2 separate regions of the Oryctolagus cuniculus genome follow, and region 2 is linked to region 1. The links are chromatin contacts, called in public Micro-C maps. All regions are on one chromosome and are shown on one strand. Each heading gives the region's core, a stretch centred on a gene start, on an enhancer-like site or on the middle of the called end of the contact. The rest is flanking DNA. Distances are from core to core; before and after follow the strand shown. Region 1 overlaps LOC108177460 (a long non-coding RNA gene). Region 2 holds the start of MARCKS (myristoylated alanine rich protein kinase C substrate).

Region 1 (6,254 bases), core at 1,121-3,620:
TTATTATTTGCTATACTCTATCAGACAAAAAAGTCAGAAAATCGGTACACTTTCAGGGTCAAGAAGATGGACCCTCCTCCCCAAGAGAAGAGAGTAAAAGGATTTGAGGACATATGAGTACTAACCAATAGCAATTCGCCATTGCTTTTGTCTTGAAATGAAGCTTCCGTTACCCTGGCCACTACCAATTCTAACTGGTCTATGTTTCTGCCTTCCAGACCTCAGATTGGAGTGTTTCCTCTGCTGAAAATGCTACCAGGTAAGGAAGCTGAGCTGCAGAGAGGGCCTCGGGAGGAACCTCAGCCCCCAGGATTCAGGCTCTTGTGCGATCCTCTCCCTCTCCGGTCCTGGGCACCACCTGAAAGAAGCAATCCGTGGGATTTCCAAGGTTAGCACATGAAAAAGCCTCGACCCTTCCACCTGTTTCTTCTGAAATGCTCATTCTGTGGAAAGCCAGCCGCATGCTAGAAGTCTAAGCCCAGCACGCACTGAGGAGGCCCAAGTTAGCCAAATGGAGGAAGAGAGAAACGTGCTAAGCAAACCACCAGAGATTTCAGCCACTTCAGCCCAGGGAACCAGACAGAGAAATGAAGACTACGATGGGGGAGGGGCGGGGGGGGTAGGAGGGAGTGTTGTGGAGCAGCAGGTTAAGCCTCTGCCTGCACAGCCAGCATCTCATATGAGTGATGGTTCGAATCAGTTGCTCCACTTCCAATCCAGTTTCCTGCTAATGTGCCTGGGAAAGCAACAGAAGATGGTCCAAGTCCTTGGGCCCTTGTCACCCAAGTGGGAGACCCGGATGGAGTTATGGCGCCTAGCTTCAGCCTGGCCCAGCCCTGGCTCTTGGGGAGTGAACCAGCAAATTGAAATTCATTCTCTCTCTCTCTCTCTTTCTCTCTGTAACTCTGCCTTCCAAATAAATAAAATAAAGGTTCCCATTTTTTTATATATAAAGGAAGCCACCGTGGACACTCAGCCTGGTGGAGCATCCAGATTGCTTCTGCCCAGGCCTCACCAGGCTGTGATCACTGTTGGTAAGAGGCAGGCACTCACCTAAGTGTACTCAACTCCCAGAATCTTGATAAATACTAATAAGTTCATAGTTAATAACGTAATATTTAATACATAATATAATATTATATGAATATATTATATATTAGAGATAATAAAGTTTTTTAAGGATTTATTTATTTATCTTAAAGTCAGAGTTATAGAGAGAGAGGGAGAGACAGAGAGATCTTCCATCTGCTGGTTCACTCCCCAAGTGGGTACAATGGCCAGGGCTGAATCAGGCTGAAGCCAGGAGCCAGGAGTTTCTTCCAGGTCTCCCACATGGGTAGCAGGGGCTCAAGCACGTAGGCCATCTTCTGCTGCTTTCCCAGGCTGTTAATAAGCTGAGTTTTGAGGCAGCCTGTGATGCAGCCAGAACACCCAGTTCTTTCAATTCTGCCCCCAGAAAGTCTGGCTTTCTTAAGCAGGCCTTCATTCCCATGGACCTGCTGAGGCCAAGCTTTCTGTCTGGCTTCTGAGCCAGGATTCACGCCTTTGAGGAAGTTGGTCTTGGAGGTAATATGAGATGTGCTCACAAACAACTAGAAAATAACACAGACAGGAAACATGCCACAGGTCAGAGAGGGAGAGGGAAAAGGAGAGGGAGAGGGAGAGGGAGAGGGAGAGGGAGAGGGAGAGGGAGAGGGAGAGGGAGAGAGATGCGAATTATTCCAGCCCAGCCCAGAGTCAGGGGCTTCAGCAGGAGGTGGTGTTGACCTGGGTCTGCAATGCTGAGTTGCAGCCCGCAGATTTGTTTTGCAGAAACAGCCAGCTACTGAAAAAGTGAAAGGTGATGTGGTGAACAAATATATTCCATGGAAATTATCCCGGAAGTGATGTATAAAGTACATTACATCTCAGACACACTAGATGGGGTGTGCGGTCACTGGGGAGACTGTAAAGAAGCTGTCGGACAATCCAGGGGAGAAGCAGCAAACCCCAGATCCAGACGTGGCAGTGAGGCTGGGGTTAAGGGGAAGTTGACCAAAGTGACACTGCGGGGGCCAACGGGACTCTTCCTGTCCACACAATGATAAAATTATGGCACCAACTCCCCTTTTCCTTGAATAAGTGAAACCAAAATAAATAATTTCTCAGTTTTCGTTTCTGGAAGACAACACGGCTTTTCAAAGAAAGGAGGTTAAAAAAATACTTCATGATCTCGGAGAAAACCGAAAATTAAATCCGTAACTTTAAATAAGTATAATTAGAGGTCACCCTTTCGAGCATTCGTGGCCAGTTCTAATATATTCCGGTTGATTTACAACTTCTGTCGCTTACCCACCCCTCTGGCATTGTTAGTAGTGGAAGAAGCCTCCAAAAACAACGCCACGCCAGAATTAAAAATCCACAGTGCCGCTTGCTGAAACCAGGGCTGCGCCAACTATTTTTTAAGGGAAGAGCTCCCTCTTGTGGTCAAAGTGTTCTTTACCACTTGATCATTCTGCCGTATGTCTATTTAAGAAACTAACGAGTCATGTTCCACTTCCCTTAGAACTGAATTTGCACTTTAAAATTTTTCTTGATTATTACTGAATAGGTTCTTTATCATTAACTATTTTTTTTGACAGGCAGAGTGGACAGTGAGAGAGAGACAGATAGAAAGGTCTTCCTTTGCCGTTGGTTCACCCTCCAATGGCCGCCGCGGCCGGCACCAGCACATCACGCTGATCCGAAGCCAGGAGCCAGGTGCTTCTCCTGGTCTCCCATGCGGGTGCAGGGCCCAAGCACTTGGGCCATCCTCCACTGCACTCCCTGGCCATAGCAGAGAGCTGGCCTGGAAGAGGGGCAACCGGGACAGAATCCGGCGCCCCAACCGGGACTAGAACCCGGTGTGCTGGCGCCGCAAGGCGGAGGATTAGCCTAGTGAGCCACGGCACCGGCCTATCATTAACTATTAATCTCCATATTTACGATTATTATAATTTGTAATTATCAGGGTTTAACAAGGTGTGTATTGAGTTTCAGACTACACCAAAATTTAATTATCACCTAATTAATGCATAAGCTAGTATACTATAAATGTTCCAAGAAAGCTAGGTCTTCATTTATCATTATAAAAAGTCCTCCTTGATGAGCCCATGTCCTCTTAAAATTACTTTAAATCAAAATTATTCCAAAAATGTACATTTCCCATCCAAATGCAGAATGAAGTGTAGAAACGAAGTAAGCTTCATTTAACTTTGCCTTGCAGTCTTTCGTGGGGACTGATGACTGAAAGGTGAGCCCACGCCACAAGTGGAAGCCCCAGGGCTGGTGGAACACCCAGGAGCAGCCCTTCCCTCCACCTGCAGGATCAGGGCTCCCGGACCCACCGCACAGAGGACTCGCCTGCTCAGAGGAGGGAGCCCGGTGGCACTTGAGGGCTGGTGAGGAGTTGGCCATGCAGAGGGCTACAGTGTGCAAAGGTCTAGCGTCACCAGAGCGGTAGCTCAGGTCGGCAGGGGCTCAAGCAGGTGTGGGAGTTTATTCCCCCCACCTGCAGAGGACCTGCCTGAGAGAGCCATTACTGAAGTACTCTGCCTTCAAGACAACATTGAGGCCTCAGGACTGCATCACCACCTGGTCTACTTCTACCTTATTTACTGAGGGAAAATGATCTCCCTGATCGGGGCTGACACCAGTGCTTGAAGCCAAGTTAAGCAATTATAAGCCCAGCTCTGAAAACAGTTATTTGTATGAATCGACACCACTCCCTGCAGGTGGTTTGGAGGCCAGTTTTGATGAAAATGGTAAGCTAGTTTTAGGAGTGGGCAGCTTTCCCACCTGAAGGCTATTCAACCCCAGATCCTGACTCGAACTAAAATCCAGCCCAGCTGCCTGTCCTGGCGCCCTACTCAGTGGAATCGCATCTCTGAGTCAGGTGACACCCAGAGTGAACAGGAAAGCTAAACATTGCGTGTAGCCAAAATTACCCTTGAAAACTCCTTAAATTATCCATATTAAGCATGGGTTTGTTTATGGAACCCAGTCGTGTGGATCTTACAAACCCTAAGGTATGAAGACCATTGAGTTAAATTCTGAGGAGCATAAAATTAGAGTCACATGGAGAGGTTGGATAGGTTGGATATTCCATCCATCCTGGCTGTAACATTGCTAACAGCTACTGGGGCAATCAGTGGGGAATTCTAAACATTCCTGTTTGCCTGCATAACTTGTTCCCTCTTTAATTTTGTAGACTTGACTCAATGTTCTAATTCAACTTTTCTAACTTAGGGCAGTTGCACTCTTGTTGCAGTAAGGATCAAACCAAGACTGTAACTTGTACAGTGTCACAAGCAGATGCTCAATAAGTGTTTACTGAGTTTGAATCCCCTGTCATTAGCCTATTTTCATGTCCTCTTTGAAAAACTCTAGAAATGAATTTGGCCACCTTCTTCCCGTCTTCTCAGTTAGCATTTAGTAAGTGGTTGTACTGAAAAGCTCGCAACCTTTTAAACTAGCTCACTGATTTTTTGTCTTCTTGAATAGTGTTGTACTTCCTTGGGTTTTATAAAGTGAGCCTAAGGTAAACGGACACATGCTAGGATTTTTTTTAAAGATTTATTTACTTGAAAGGCAATGTTACAGAGACAGAAGCAGAGACAGAGAGAGGGAGAGAGAAAGAGAGATCTCCCATCCACTCGTTCTCTCCCCAAGTGACCACAACAGTGGGAACTGGGCTAGGCTGACAGAGCAGGATCCAGGAACTTCATCCAATTTCCCAAGTAGGTATCAGAGCCCCTAGCACTTGGGCCATACTGCTTTCCCAGGTGCATTAGCAGGAATCTGGGTTGAAAGTGGAGCAACCAGAATTCAAACCGGTGCCCATAAGGGATGCTAGCATTGTAGGCTGCAGCTTAACCCACTATGCCACAGCACTGGCCCCAGCGCATGCTACACTTTAATTACAGCTTTGTTTCTTTGGATTGCAAGAGCTATCATTCAGTTATACAGGTTGATCAATGTTGCAAAACACACCAGATGACAAAGGAACAAAGCAAGGAACCTCATTGTAATCCTAATGTAACTCTAACAGGGGTTTAGTCCTGCCCTTTCTACAGGTAGCTGAAAGCATCTTAGCACATCAAATTCTACACAACACACATTTGTGAACAATTTTCTATGTTATAAGAATTCACTATAGCACAACAAAGAACACAATGATGAATAATACATAATTATTACCCTAAAGGAGCATTTTCTCTATTTTCACCCTCTCATACATAAAAACAGTGATCTCGGTTAAGGTGCACTCATAGTTTAACCACAATTTCCGTTTCTCATTAAATTAATTAGCTGGAAAAATACAAAAGAATTTCTATAAATATTCTTTCCAATTTGATTATGAGATTAAAGCTGTTCCTTTTGAGGTCCTAGTTTCTTGCTTGCTGATATTATTAACAAAAGTTAATATAATTTTTCAATGTTTTAATTCATCAATTCTAATTTGGGACTTCTGACAACTCGTTAACAGATAACCAAGTTTGTAGGGCTTTTTGTATAAGATACCTCAATCAGTACATTGTTATCACCACAGCAGGCAGAAAAATGAGAATCTATTTTATTGACCAGGAAGCTACTAAGAAATAGTCTCTCTCTCACTCCTTTTTATAAGATGTGTGAAGGTACTGACTGCTGGTTTCTTGCCCAATAATACAGGTGCTTAATGATGCAGTTCTCATCTACAATTCTCTGGCGACTAAGAAGATTTTCATGCCTTGTATTTAATTATTCTCCATTTGATCTCGTCTATTGTAAAGCACCTGTTAGGTCTTCACACTATTTGCCTCACTGACGTATTCCAGTATTTATAAATTCTGGAGATCAGTCTCTTTTGGATATGTGTTACAAGCACTTCCTGTATTCTCTCTCTCTCTGTGTGTGTGTGTGTGTGTGTGTGTGTGTGTGTGTGTTGGGGGTAGTTCTTTAAGAAACAGATATTTTAAATTTAATCCCTGAAAATTTTTATTTAGTCATTGCTTTGAAGTGGTTTTTGGATGTAGAATTCTAGCCAGACTGTTTTTTCCTTTCAGTATTTAAAGACGCTGCCGCACCGTCTCTGGCTTTGCATTGTTTCTAATGAGGAACCACATACTTTATATGTCTCTTCTTTCTAGCTCCTTTTAAGTTTTTTTTAAACTTTTATTTAATAAATATAAATTTCGAAAGTACAGCTTTTGTATTATAGCAGCTTTTCCCCCCATAACCTCCCTCCCACCCGC
Region 2 (6,763 bases), core at 1,302-3,801, 63 kb before region 1:
AAAGGTGAGTACAAATAAATTCTTGGGGTGCTGCCATTTGGCTCAGGCGTTTAGACCCCACTTGGGATCCCCACAACCCAAAGAGTGCCTGGGTTCCAGCCCCAGCTTCACTTCCGATTCCAATGTCCCCGCAGGCAGTGATGGTGGTGGCTCAAGTAGCTGTATCCCTGCCACCCACATGAGAGATCCGAATCCAGCGCCTGGCTCCGTGGCTGGCATTTGGGGAATGACCCCGCAGAAAGGGGAGCTCTGCCTCTCCGCCATGAAGAACAAACGTGAGTTGGCTATAGACACCCGCCTTGCATTGTCACGAGGACCCACTCCGGGCTCTTTCATCGCGTACAAACACCTCCGGCGCTTCATTTGAAACCTATACTCTGCGTGTGAGGACGCCAGAGTCCTCAGGAACTCCCGCGCTGCACAGCTCGGCGCCCCTGCCCTGCCATTATGATGATGTAGCTTCCCAAGAGCGGCCTTTGCTCATCTCCCAGCCCTTCCTTCCTCACCCCTCGCGCGCCGTGGGGCAGAATACAACCCCTGGGTGGGCCTGACGCGGGGAGCGGTGGGGGAGGCTGGAGGGAGGCAGGCCCAGCGCCCGCACCTCCTCCCCTGCCAGTTCCGGCGCTTTCGTATCACACGCAAATCAACGTTCCTAACCGAAGCTGGGGACCGCGGGTGGGGCGCCGAGCCGACGTGTTTACACTTGTCTTCTCGCCCCCGAGCTGCCGCGGGACCTGATTGGCTCCCGCGCGCGCCCCGCCCGCCCGGGCCCGCCCCTCGCCGGCCATCTGCTCCCCGCTCTCGCCCGGCCCCTCTCTCTCCCCGCGCCGCGCCGCCGCCTGCGCGCCCCCCACCCCAACCCGCAGCTGCCCCCGACCCGCGCCGGCTCCGCCCCGCCCCTCCCCCCGCCCCAGCCCCGAATCGTCCCCGGCCGTTGCCCGGGAAACGAGCCGATACCAGTCAAATAGGCATTGGGGGAAAGAAAAGGGGGGAGAGCTCCGCGGCAGCCGGGTAACAAAGGAGCAATAAAAAGCAGCCCCCCAATGGAAAGGCTAAGGACGCGTCTGGGAGAAAATCCGCAAGCGACCGAGCAGTCACCCCCAGTTTCCGACAGGCGGGGGCTGCAGAGGAAGGGGCCTGCTGCACGCTGGGAGTGGGTGTGGGACGGGGCGGTGGGGTGGGGGTGGCGGGAACTCAGCAGCCTGCAATGACCGTTTTAGGAATCTTGTGGACGGTGGTGCTGGATCGGCCCCGCTGGCTTTGCTGGGGATTGGCGTCCGTCCTGGCGGCCGGGGTCTGGGGCCGGGCCAGCGGGCTGCCTTAAGGGCGGTCACACGTTTGTTGGCGAGATGCGCTTCTCCATCTGCTCTGGGGAGAATGACTGCGTGAGTGACGAGCGCATCCGAGGGCACTGGACGGCGAGAGGACCTTCGCGCGCCAAGTGGCGAGGGGCAGCCTGGTGGTTTGCAAAACGACACTTCGACAAAGAGTTACTGGCCCGACACGACTGTCTTTTCCCACTCAGAGTGTGACCTATTTCCCTACAATGAGCAGGAAATAAAGCTGAGAATTCAGAGCCAGGACCGGGAGAAGTGAGCCATTCCCTCGATGGCTTCTCGCTTCCACCAGGGGAAGATTTTTATTCGTGGCAGTGATCACCACATGTAAACGAGAAAAGGTGGTCTGATTTTGTCACGAGCGAAAGTGTGGGTGGTAGAGGAATGCTTATTGGTCTGTACCCTGAATTCCCTCCCTCTCTCGGATACCTTAAATCAATGCCTTGTGTCTCACACACAAAGAGCGCCTGGTGCTTCGGCGGGGCCGGGGTGCAGTGGCAGATGGAGGCATCCTGTGTGCCATTCTAGGCGATTTCCTGGTAACCCGAGCTGGACTTGGAGCGCCCGGGCGTCTTCCCGCAGCCGCTCCGCACGCAGGCAGTGTCGTCTTAGACCTGCGAACCGGTGGTGGGGGGCGCACGCTCGCTGGCGTGCACGCCAACAAACGCGTTCCCAGAGAGAACCCGTCAGATTCTGGCAGTGGGCTGCGAACGACCCACATGGATGCGAGAAGCATTCCAACTGTAAATATGGATGCGTGCACTCGAGGCTGTGCGGGGAACCCGTGGCAACTCAGACAGTGATCAAATGTGGCGATCTTCTGTACACAGTCCTCCCTGGGTATTCTGGGGGAAAAAATGATTGGGAACAGCTAAAGGAGGAATTTGAGGAGCGCCCAAGGCCGATCTCCAAATCCTGTGTTGCGTGTCCGTGTGGGAGACAGAGGGGAAGACGTGTTTGCCGCTTTTGCGTTTCCCACATCTGGCCTACAGACCTAATTCCAACTCGGAATCTCGTTTGATGAAATTCGATCTTCGTGGTCTGAATACCTTTCAATGTGGGACAAGTTAACAATTCAAGCAGTTGAAAAGGGAAAAAAAAAATCCTGCGCACTATCTGTGAAACCCAGATGGCACAGGCAGAAAGAAAACACGCTGCAAAGACACACATCCCGACTATTGTCTTTAACACTCGCACACACATAAACACACGGGGAGGGCGGGGGAGGGGAGCGAGCTCGGCGACGGACGCGGATATAGACCGGCCCGAGTCAGCGAGAGTCAAGTTAAGGCTTTCTCCGCCCCCCGGCTGCAGGCGCCCCCCGCCCGCGCCAATTAATTCCAAACAAAGCAAGCCAATCAAGGGACGTAGGATCATTTTAAAGCAGAGGGAGGCGAGAGGCATGTATTTTTAATTGATTTATTTATTTGGAGGACATTAATTCTCGGTTCGGGGCTGATTTTCAAACCGTTTGCAAAGCGCGGCTCCATTGTTCGCCGGGCGCGGAGGCCCCGCCCCCTGCTTTGTGTGCGGCGCGCGGATTGGCCGGCGCGCGCGGGGGCCGCGTCAGCGCCCGCGAGCCCATTCATCTGTGCACTTGGGCGTTGGACCCCGCATCTTATTAGCAACCAGGGAGATTTCTCCATTTTCCTCTTGTCTACAGTGCGGCTACAAATCTGGGATTTTTTTTATTACTTTTTTTTTTTTGGAAAAAAAACTACACTTGGGCTCCTTTTTTTGTGCTCGACTTTTCCACCTTTTTCCCTCCCTCCTGCGCTGCTGCTTTTTGATCTCCTCGACTAAAATTTTTTCATCCGGAGTGTATTTAATCGGTTCTCCTCTGTCCTCTTCACCGCCCCCACCCCCCTCCCTCCGGTGTGAGTGCCGCTGCCGCCGCCGCTGCTGTTGCCGCCGCTGCTGCTGCTCGCCCCGTCGCTACACCAACCCGAGGCCCTTTGTTTCTCCTCTTGGATCTGTTGAGTTTCTTTGTTGAAGAAGCCAGCATGGGTGCCCAGTTCTCCAAGACCGCAGCGAAGGGAGACGCCGCCGCGGAGAGGCCCGGGGAGGCGGGGGTGGCCTCATCGCCTTCCAAAGCGAATGGGCAGGTAAATTCTACCTGTGGTTCTGGTCATTTCTTGGGTGTCTTTCTGTGCTCTCGACGCTTCTCTTTGCCTCCCGGTCGCGCCCGAGGCGCAGCCGGTGGAGCTCGAGTGTGGCCGGATTCCAGTGGGAAAGTGGAATGTTAAAGCTAGCCTAAATTGCTTTATTTTTCGTAGGCAGAATCTCCCCCCACCCCCACCCCCACCCCGCGCCTACGGAGCGGGTCCCGAGAACCCTGGCTAATTCTTGAGTAGACGGGAGGACAGGAGTGACAAATCGTCTAAAATGGCGTGGTTTGGAGACTGGCAGAACGTGACTAGCTAGGTGTCCCCCCTCGCTCCACAGCCAGGTTCATTTGTTTGAGGACACGGGGGGTGTTTGGGTGGCTCTCGCGTTTGTTGTCCAGCCTGGGTCGCCTTCTCGATGTGTGAGCTGGTGTGAGTGCGTGTGTGTGTGTGTGTGTGTGTGTGCAGGGGAGGGGGTTCGCAGTGGGGATGGCGGCGGATAAAGGCGAGTAGGGAAGGGTTGTAGGGCTGTCTTATTGTATGCCGAGGCGGTGTGCCTGGGTTCTTGGAAAGGAGGCTGGTGGAACTGGACTTAAGGGTTTCGGTATTTTTTGGATGGGGTTTTCCCACTTTCCTAAATGCTATTCGGAGCTGTCTGAGGAATCACACACATTTGACTTTTTAAACGGTATCCCGAGGGTGAGAACAGTAGGTAGGTCCTCTAAGGATCGTTCCAGATGGCCCCGAAGAGGTAGTTGTTGCATTTCGGTCGGGATTGTTGGTACGTGGCGCCTCGACCACCCGCGGAGGGCCGCCCGGCGCGGCTCGGACCCAGGCAGATAGCCACGGTTGGGTGGGCGCGAGAGGTCGGCCATGGGTGGCTGCTTCGCAAACACTGGGCACCCACCACGCCTCTTTTCCTAGAGCAGAAGCCGAGTTGCCTCGTTTGCTCCAACCTACTGGGGGAAGTCAGCTCTGCCAAGAGGCTTTAAACCCGTTAAAAATGCAAAATGAGCTGCCAGGACGCGCCTGTCTTCGCAGAATCACGGTTGTAGGTGGGCATGGAAGCTGAGGCCAGACCTAAGAGATAATGGGTTTCCCGCAGCCTTGTTGGTTTTAGCCCGACTGGGAGGCCGGGAAGCCACCTGAGCTTTGTTTGCGGACTCTTGGGCTGCGCGATCCGGGCTCGGGGGCGCCTTGGCCTGCGGGCAGGGCCTGGCTGGGCAGGGCGGGGTGGCCCGGCGGCCCCGCCCCTCCTCGCCGCCTGCGCCCAGCTTGGTGCGATGGAGGCGCAGCGCCCCCTGCGGGTGTCGGGCCTTGGGCGAGCGCAGTGCTTTTGAGCGCGCAGTGAAGTGCGGCGCTTCTGTTTGGAGTGCTGGGATACCCCTGGGAGTTCTCGGAGTTCTACGGTGAAAGGGGCATAAGTGTCCTAGGTGCAGATCACCAGCTCCGAAGTGCGTTCTTCCACAGGGCGTTCGGTGTATCATTAATTGGCTTCTTTCCCCCCAAAGCCTGTGAAGAGACACTGGAATCGTTACTCCTCTTTGCTTTTCACTTCGCAGTCCGAGAGACATTCACAGAACGGTCACAGCTACTGCTGTGCTGTAGGGATCCCCAAACAGCGCTGCCCCATTTCTAAATCTGGGGGGGGGGGTTCCTGTCTGGGTCTCCAAGGCCACCCCTCCCCATAATGGCAAGAGGAGGGTCCCCGGGGCCAAAGAAGTGCGGGGGAAGCCGGTGTCTCAGGGCCCACTGGTGGGGCGGGAACGCTTCAGTGACGCTCCCGCTTTCTCTGCCTCGCAGGAGAATGGCCACGTGAAGGTAAATGGCGACGCTTCGCCCGCGGCCGCCGAATCTGGCGCCAAGGAGGAGCTGCAGGCCAACGGCAGCGCGCCGGCCGCAGACAAGGAGGAGCCCGCGGCCGCCGGGAGCGGGGCCGCGTCCCCCGCCGCGGCCGAGAAGGATGAGCAGGCCGCCGCCACCCCCGAGGCCGGGGCCAGCCCCGCGGAGAAGGAGCCCCCCGCGGAGGGCGAGGCAGCCGAGCCCGGCTCGCCCACGGCCGCGGAAGGCGAGGCCGCGTCGGCGGCCTCCTCGACGTCGTCGCCCAAGGCCGAGGACGGCGCCACACCCTCGCCCAGCAACGAGACCCCGAAAAAAAAAAAGAAGCGCTTTTCTTTCAAGAAGTCTTTCAAGCTGAGCGGCTTCTCCTTCAAGAAGAACAAGAAGGAGGCGGGAGAGGGCGGTGAGGTGGAGGGCGCAGCCGGCGCCTCCGCCGAGGGCAGCAAGGACGAGGCCGCCGGGGGAGCGGCCGCGGCCGCCGCCGACGCGAGCTCGGCCTCCGGGGAGCAGGCGGCGGCGCCAGGCGAGGAGGCGGCCGCCGGCGAGGAGGGGGCGGCAGGTGGCGAGCCGCAGGAGGCCAAGCATGAGGAGGCCGCCGTCGCGCCCGAGAAGCCGTCCTCCAGCGAGGAGCCCAAGGCCGCGGAGGAGCCCAGCAAGGCCGAAGAGAAGGCCGAGGAGGCCGCGGCCAGCGCCGCCGCCTGCGAGGCGCCCTCAGCCGCCGGGCCCGGCGCGCCCCCGGAGCAGGAGGCGGCCCCGGCCGAGGAGCCCGCGGCTGCCTCCGCCTCGTCAGCCTGCGCAGCCCCCTCACAGGAGGCCCAGCCCGAGTCCAGTCCAGAAGCTCCCCCAGCGGAGGCCGCAGAGTAAAAGGGCGAGAGTTTTTGAGATAATCGAAGAACTTTTCTCCCTCCCCCCCAGTTTGTTTGTTGGAGTGGTGCCAGGTACTGGTTTTGGAGAACTTGTCTACAACCAGGGATTGATTTTAAAGATGTCTCTCTCTCTCTCCTTTTTTTTTTTTTTTACTTTTTTTTTTTAAGCAGCAAATTTTGTTTCCCTTCTCCCCTCCCCACAGATCCCATCTCAGATCATTCTGTTACCACCATTCCAACTGGTCGAGGAGAGCTTAAACACCTTCCTCTGCCTTGTTTCTCTCTCTCTCTCTCTCTATTTTTTTGCATCAGTATTAATTTTTTTGCATACTTTGCATCTTTACTCAAAAATGTAAACTTTCTTTGTCATTCTATGGACATGCCCATATATGAAGGAGATGGGTGGGTCAAAAAGGGATAGCAAATGAAGTGATAAGGGCCACAATGGGGAAATCATAGTGGTGCATAGCATTGCCAAGATAATGTGCCACTAGAAATGATGGTGTAAAGGCTTAGTCGTTTGGGTTTTTTTGTTTTGTTTTGTTTTGTTTTTTTAAAGAAAAGTTATTACGATGTATTTTGTGAGGCAGGTTTACAACACTACAAGTCTTGACTA

The links. A called contact is a pair of places that touch in the nucleus more often than the background predicts.
Region 2: a contact with region 1 is called in a Micro-C map of ear pinna, with 5 times the contacts expected there. The contact joins the promoter of MARCKS here to the enhancer-like site in region 1. A contact is called at or near these places in 3 of 6 Hi-C or Micro-C datasets (ear pinna, psoas muscle and an unstated tissue).

The regions. Positions count from the first base shown.
Region 1 is chr5:57,502,152-57,508,405 of mOryCun1.1, reverse strand. It overlaps LOC108177460 (a long non-coding RNA gene), which reads left to right. Exons shown (of 4, transcript XR_011388575.1): 3 at 219-388; 4 at 3,245-6,254. Among named protein-coding and RNA genes, the nearest start is that of MARCKS, 64 kb to the left of the region's middle. Within about 2 kb of position 2,370, at least 3 of the 8 cell types and tissues checked have an H3K27ac peak or open chromatin away from gene starts, as enhancers often do. A contact at or near this core is called in ear pinna, where this site is marked.
Region 2 is chr5:57,564,823-57,571,585 of mOryCun1.1, reverse strand. MARCKS (myristoylated alanine rich protein kinase C substrate) reads left to right here and starts at 2,551. Exons shown (of 2, transcript XM_002714938.5): 1 at 2,551-3,442; 2 at 5,246-6,763. The coding sequence starts at 3,341. The coding sequence ends at 6,145. LOC127492986 (a long non-coding RNA gene) reads right to left here and starts at 2,435. Exons shown (of 3, transcript XR_007922863.2): 1 at 1,767-2,435.